2 separate regions of the Sus scrofa genome follow, and region 1 is linked to region 2. A link is a contact called in public HiChIP or PLAC-seq data. All regions are on one chromosome and are shown on one strand. The core of a region is the stretch at or near the end of the contact, and the rest is flanking DNA. Distances in the headings are between cores, read along the strand shown.

Region 1 (3,560 bases), core at 529-3,028, 760 kb before region 2:
CTGGGATCTGTGGTGAGCTCTCCAACTCCTTACTGGGGAAAAGGGCCTACCTGTGACTGTGCTGGTGCACACCTGCAAGAGATATCCTAGTGGACACCTGGCATGACTCCTTAAGAACAAGGGGAGGCACATAATCAAGCCCAAACCCACATTTTTCTTATTTAAAGGCCTCAAAGATAATTGCATCGTTGAGGAATGCTGTAGAATTGTCAGATTTGATGAGGGAATCAAAAAGGCCACTTGGGAGTTCTGTCCTGGCTCAGCAGTAAGGAACCCAACTAGTATCCATGAAGACGTGGGTTTGATCCCTGGCCCCACTCAGTGGCTTGAGGATCCGTCATTGCTGTGAGCTGTGGTGTAGACCTCAGCTTGGATCCGGTGTTGCTGTGGCTGTGGGTGTAGGCCGGCAACTACAGCTCTGATTCAACCCCTAGCCTGGGTGCGGCCCTAAAAAGACAAAATAAATAAATAAATAAATAAAGCCTACTTGGCTCATAGGCCCTCTTTTTTTTTTTTTTTTTTTTTGTCTTTTTGCCATTTCTTGGGCCGCTCCCGAGGCATATGGAGGTTCCCAGGCTAGGGGTCGAATTGGAGCTGTAGCCAGATCTGAGCCGCCTCTGCAACCTACACCACAGCTCACGGCAATGCCGGATCGTTAACCCACTGAGCAAGGGCAGGGACCAAACCCACAACCTCATGGTTCCTAGTCGGATTCGTTAACCACTGCGCCACGGCGGGAACTCCTCGCAGGCCCTCTTAGTGGATTGCATGAATCTGGTTTCACAGTCCCTAAACCCTGAAGCATCTTTTTTTTTGCAGGGGTGGGGTCGGGGGTGGGGTGGTAATTTAAATATTTGCCTCAGATTAGCTACTTGCACTTTCTTTCCATAAACAGACTTTTCTATACCATGAGCTAGCATGGGATCATTGGGTTTCTTAAGAATACCTATTTGAATTTTGTAGGACCTGTTTTCCGTAATTATGCTTCGCCTGAGTCTTCTCATACATTTTTACCTCCTGCTTTTACTTTTCCCATCCCTCCCAAATCAACTTCTTTTGACAAACTGTTCTCCTTCCTTCACTATAGGTTGTCCATTCATAATCTGACCCTATTCCAAGCACTCCCTTAATTTATTTAAAAAGCAACCTGCTTAATCAGTGATGAGTTTCTTTATATTTTCCTCTTCATGAATTGAGTCTCCAAAAATAAAATGGTAATAATTAATAATCCTAGAACACATAAAAAAATAATCTGCTCCACTGCCTCAGGCAGAGTAGCCACTTCAGCTACCATCCACCCTGTCGCTCAGGTGCTCTGAAATGTCTGCTTTTCCCTGGGGACTTGAGGGTCACCTTCAGAAACCTTAGGCCTTCTCAGCCCAAGTGATAATCACATGAGCAACCTCAACCTACCAATCCCTCCCTAAACCCTGCTCTCGGAACAGCCTTTGTCGGTTTCCAGGATTTGGTTCCCTCTTTCTTCCTCCTCGGCAGGAAATGACTCTCATTTTCTTCTGTCACGCTGGTCTTCAATCCAGGGATCCTTTGGGCTCACTGTTGGGGAAACTCTCCCAGATGATACCCTTAGAGACGCCGGAAAAACCCATAAGCCTTGCCCTCCCCTCCCTCGAGCAGGATTCGCCCACGTAACCCACCTTGCCACTTGCAGCGCCCTCGCACCGCAGGCCCCGGCCCGGTCCTGCGCCTGGCCGACCAATCCCCGACTCCGCTCCGGGCGCGTCACAACGGCGCCCTTGTGGCCCCACCCCCATAACCCGCCTTGGAGACTCCGCCCCGCCGCGGTCTTTACGTCCTTCCGGCTCCGTCTTGGAAGTGGGGTTGCGCCGCGTCTTTCAGGAGCGAAAGGTGGGGTTCTGCAGAGAAAACGGCCCGCGGTCACGCCGGCAGCCGGAGGCGGGGGCGGGGGCAGGGGCTCCTGGGGCTGTTGTTCCCGGGTATTTGGGCGCAGGTCTGAGGAGGGGAGGGTCAAGGCAAACCAAGGCATAAGGGCTTCCGGAAGCGCCGCGTGCGCACGACGGGCGGGAGTTGTGGACTCAGGCCTTCCGCGCGCCTGACCCCGCCCCTCGTAAGCCCCGCCCAGGGCGCGCTGCCAGAGGTTTCCATAGTGATGGTAAACAAGCCTCAACTGCCTCTGCTACAACTGCCAAGTCCCCCGCGTTCCACCCTCTTCTAGGTGCTCACAGGGTCGACCGAGGTGCCGGATGTGAAGACGAGCGGGAGCGTGGAGACTCGGAGCCCAAGGTGAGGGGTGGTAGGGGCGGCGTGTCCGAGGCCTACACACCAGAAACCGAGGCCCCTGGCATTGAGGACCGAGGAGCTGAGATTTGGGGGTCAGGGGAGGCGGGATCTGTGGTAAAGGCCTGCACCTGGGCCTACTGGAGGTTGAAGACCGTGGGGCTGAAATTTGGGGTCTGAGATCAGGAGCCACACACCTAGGGACCGACTAGGTCCTGAACGAGGACCTGGCCCACTGAGGGTGGGGCCTGCGGGACTGAGATGTGAACTTCGGGGAGGTGGGCCTGAGGCCACTGGTTTACATTCGGGGACTGGATCGCGGGGCTGAGGTTTGGTGTCAGAGGACGCAGGATCGGAAGGGAGGAAGAGCCTGGTGCGGACTCTTGGGGTGGGGAGGCAGAGCCCGAGCGCCCCTGCCTGGGGTACGGTGAAAACATGGGGCGACCGTGAGAGGGGGTTCATTTAAAAATGAAAGCAGTACTTTCACGTGGCTGCGCGCGTCAGGGAGTTGCACGGGACTGGTTGGGAACTGACTCCTCCCCCCTCCCACGTTCCCGCTCGCAGAGCCTCCACTTTCCGTCTTTGCGGCCTTTTCTTCCTCTCCGCGCCGCGTGTGTGCCCTGAGCCGGTCTGCATTTGTCTCCTGCTCTCAAAGGTAGCATGTGGATATTTTGGTTGAAACTGTTCGGTTCTTGTTGTCTTTGCCTGGTGCCCACACTTCCGCTGGGGAAACTTGGTCGGCCGTTTTTTTATTCTTCACTTATCCTTTTATCTTTGAGTGTATTTTTGCTAATTCGTGACTGCGCCCCAGAAACTGCTGGACGCTGCCGGCGCTCGCGCGGCTCCCTCTGCCTCCCAGCCCCCGCGTGGCCCACGTAAGGTGGCGCCGAGCGGTCTGGGTGACGCCGCGCGAGACGCGGGGCCCGACCGACCCTGGGCCCCGGTGTTTTACGGTTAGGAGGCCTCAAGCTCCTCCCGGTTAGTCTTTTCCTTATCAGGGGACCCCCACAGGTTCCCGCCGGACGAACCTCAGGCCCGGGAGAGCCTGCCTCCCTTCTCCGGCTACCTGCGAGCCCCGCGAGACGCCCTTCGCGGCAGTTTCCTTCCCTTGGAGGCCCTACGACAAACCAACGTGCTTCACAGCTATTTTCGAGCCAGAGAACCTGGCGTGGGGGGAAGGAGTTGCCTGCCTCGGCGGGCGGGTTGTTCAGCGGGACCGGGGCCCGAGAGCTGCTGTGGGGGTGGGGGAGGGGCCGGGTGGCCGCGGCGGCTTCCGCGGAACCGGCCGCGGCTGGCGGCGGTGG
Region 2 (3,636 bases), core at 1,078-3,577:
CTCCCAGGCTAGGGGTCTAATCAGAGCTGTTGCTGCCGGCCTATGCCAGAGCCACAGCAATGCCAGATATGAGCCGCGTCTGCAAACTACGCACAGCTCACGGCAACGCTGGATCCTTAACCCACTGAGCAAGGCCAGGGATGGAACCTGCAACCTCATGGTTCCTAGTCAGATTCGTTTCCGCTGCACCATGCCGGCAACTCCTAAAAACACTCTTAATCATGGCCATTGCATTACCAAACTATTTTGAATAACAGTAATATTATACATATTGACATTTCTTATGCATTTTTTTTAAATGCTTTCTGGCAGTTAATTTAGACTTTTTTTTTTTTGGTCTTTTAAATTTAGACTTATTTTTATTCCAGATGATGTTGAGAATGCTTTCGTAGTGTACACAATATATTAAAAGTGAAAGAGAAAAATGTAACTGGCAGGACCCTATAGGACCTTCCCCATTGGACCCCCCTCACACACACACACACTGTCCTCCACCTGTGTTTTGTCCATAGAAAAAGTTTAGCCAAAGAATCTAATTAGAGAGTGAGAAAAATACAGAGGAAAAGGAAAAGTCGAGCAACACAAAATAATAATAGTTTAGCCATTCAACAGTCAAGGACCTTTAGTTCCTCCTGAAGGGCTATAGATAATATTTTGAGCCATGTCCTTGTGAAACTGACAGTATTAACGGCCTGAACCTAGACAGAACACAGACTGGGACTTGAACCCACGTGCTGGGACTTGAATCAAACCTAAACCCACATTGGGACTTGAACACAAGGTTTTAAATTAGAATCACTCACCCTGTGTTTGGCCTCACTGAGGTTCAGGTTCTTCACGTCTCCGTGAAGAAGGAATTCATCGAGAGAGAAAATGATAGGCAAGAAATAGATTTATTAAGATAGGACGCTTATGAGAGATGCAAGTGGGCTGGCATGGAAACTACATGGCTACATGGCTACAGTTTTATCATCCAAGGGTAGAGGGGGTTGGAAAAGCCTGCCTCTTCTTTTCTGGGAGTAGCAGCTCCTCCTTAGTATCTGGTGTATTCAAATCCGCAGAAGAGTGGTCCTCAAACTCCTGCCCTTGGTCTGAATATGAATGCAGTCCTCATCCCATCCAGAACTCTCAAGGATCCACTAATGAAGGAAGACTGCCTTGTGCTGAAGGCTTTTTTGAGCAATCATTAACTTACATTGATCTTCCAATGTCCCCTAAGTTTCCCTCTTTAAATGATCCTTTATTGGGACTTCTACAACTACCTGTGCCTACTCCATCCCTATTGCTTGGAGCTGTTTTGCAGATGCTGTGGCCCCCACCTGGTAGAGGAAGTCAACTATATGCTGCCCACTAGCCTGTAAACCCCATATCGCTTAGAACCAGAAGGTTGATGACGCTGACTCCCAATTACCTCACCACTAACCAATCAGGAAAATGTCCACCAGCTGATCAGCCCTGCTCCTTAAACACTATAAGACTCCTCACAATGCCCTCCAGGGGCAGCATAGTCCTTGAAGAATTAGCTTGCTTTGTTCATTCTTTGGCAATTAAAGCTACTTTTTTGGTTGTTTCCTCCAACTCTAGTCTCCATGTTTCTATCTGCCATCAGTGTAGAGGCAGCTGATACTTCAGCAATAAGTACATACAAAAAATTGTTGAGGAACTTTGTCAAAATATTGAATCTGTCTATGAAAGGGTATATCTCCCTTTATTCAAGTAATTTGGGGGGCCACACCCCTTTAATTTTTCAGGCCAGGGATCCAGCCTTCGCCACAGCAGTGACCCAAGCTGCTGCAGTGACCTTAACCTGCTGCACCACAAAGGAACTCCCTACTTAAGAAATTTTAATGTCACAAATGAAAGAACGTGTACATAAATGACATTATTTTCTTTTGGATTGTGTGTACTTGGCGATTTTTCTATTTTAATTTATTACTGTCAAAATTTTAGTGAACTAGCTTTTTTTGTCTGCCCCCAGCCCCACTGTCCACTTTTTATTCCTGAGAGAATCGCTGATGATATCAGATATTATTCTTTCATTGTATTAACAGGATCTATTTCCAGTATTCAAAAAAGTGAAATGGACAGGCACGTCCCCTTCCCTTGACTTTGTCTAAATGCGCACACTGGTTGCAGACTGAACTCAGCTATAATCCATAAATTCTGCTCTACCTGCTTAGGGAACTACCTCAGACACCCAACGTCCCCGCTGCTAAGTGAGGAAGCACTGTCAGCCAATCCCGAACCCAAATTGCTGGTCGCTGGGACTCCACGTCAACAGCTCCCAAGGTTTAGCATTGACAGTCCGACCCGGCGTGGGGTCATCTGCGCATGCCTAAGCCCGCCCTTTGCTTCTGTGTGCCTCCGCCTTTCACTTCTGTTTTCCTCAAGCGATGCGTGGGAAGCGGTTCCGGGGCGGCCGAGTCTATGCACTCTTCTGAGGCCAGTGCTGCAGGACGAGAAAGCGGCAGGTGAGCGGGGGAGGTTGGACAACGGCCCGCACGGCCCAGGTTTGGGGGCAAGAGGGAGGAAGTCGGTTTGCGCTAGTGGGGAGGAGCTGTGCGGAGCCCTAGGGCAGCGGGAAGGTGGCGTCTCCGTGTGGAAAAGTGGCCCAAGTTCCCACGTGACTAGCCCCAGCGCGAGTTGGCGCGGCTGTCTGAGAGGGCCTGGTTTTGAGAGAGCGAGAGGAGGGCATAACGCGCATGCGTGACGGGTGTCCTGAGCCAGTGGCAAGGGGGCGGTGCTGCGGGACGGGTGTCCCGAGCCAGTGGCAAGGGGGCGGTGCTGCGGGAGTGGAGGGTGGCTGTGGGGCGTGTGGTCTGGAAAAAAGAGCCGCAGCCAGGGCTGATTCAGTTATCTCTTGCTCTGTACACAGGCTCAATTCCTTTGGTTCTCCATTTATCGTTTTTGGACTCCGAACTGCTCTCCAACCATGTCCATCACTTCATCTTGATACATGTTATTACTCTATCCTACTTGCCCTTGCATTCAGGGAGGTTCTTCAAGAATTACCCTTTTTTGTTTCATTTAATAGAATTATGAAAAGTTTGAGAAATAGCAATAGAGATAAATTAAAACATGGATCTCCCCTGAAGCCCTGCTTTTTATAGCTTTCTGTGGAGTCGCTAACCGAAGATTTAGTAACATTAGTAGGGAAATGGATAAACAGCTTAGTCCTGAGTATTTTTTACAGTAGTTTTGGTGAAGAGTTTATTATGTGTCTTGTTACTTGTTTTAACCAATTTCGTCATTTAAAAATTTTTGTGAACATCAAGGGAGATTTAAACTGTTAAAAAAAAAATCTTTAGAAAGCAAATACTTAATTCACCCAGTGAAAACTTTTACCCAAGAGCTACGAGATTATATTAGAGTCATATTAGATAGGTGGTCTTTCACCGTCTTTTTCCCTGTCTCTTCTGAAGGTCAGAGGGCGATTGACATATATCCTTATCCAGTGAGTGTGCTCTGCTTAATAGAGCAGGAGAATTCAGGAGCTGCCAGGCAAGCCAAATATTTGATGACCCACTCTTCCTTTAACCCAGTATATTGTCTGAGTTTTCTATATTTTTCCAAGAACAGCAGAAAATGAGTAAATCCCAGGTAAGTGTTTATTCATTCCTTCATTTTACAGTGGAC

What was found. HiChIP or PLAC-seq counts read pairs in DNA pulled down with a chosen protein or histone mark.
Region 1: a contact with region 2 is called in an H3K27ac HiChIP or PLAC-seq map of alveolar macrophages. The contact joins the promoter of HNRNPF here to the promoter of ZNF33B in region 2. A contact is called at or near these places in 1 of 5 promoter capture datasets (liver) and 1 of 2 datasets of contacts at active chromatin or transcription factors (alveolar macrophages).

The regions. Positions count from the first base shown.
Region 1 is chr14:61,666,163-61,669,722 of Sscrofa11.1, reverse strand. HNRNPF (heterogeneous nuclear ribonucleoprotein F) reads left to right here and starts at 1,778. Exons shown (of 3, transcript XM_005671001.3): 1 at 1,778-1,866. LOC100738157 (a long non-coding RNA gene) reads right to left here and starts at 1,737. Exons shown (of 3, transcript XR_307560.3): 1 at 1,656-1,737.
Region 2 is chr14:60,903,879-60,907,514 of Sscrofa11.1, reverse strand. ZNF33B (zinc finger protein 33B) reads left to right here and starts at 2,327. Exons shown (of 8, transcript XM_013983243.2): 1 at 2,327-2,471; 2 at 2,876-3,600. The coding sequence starts at 3,586.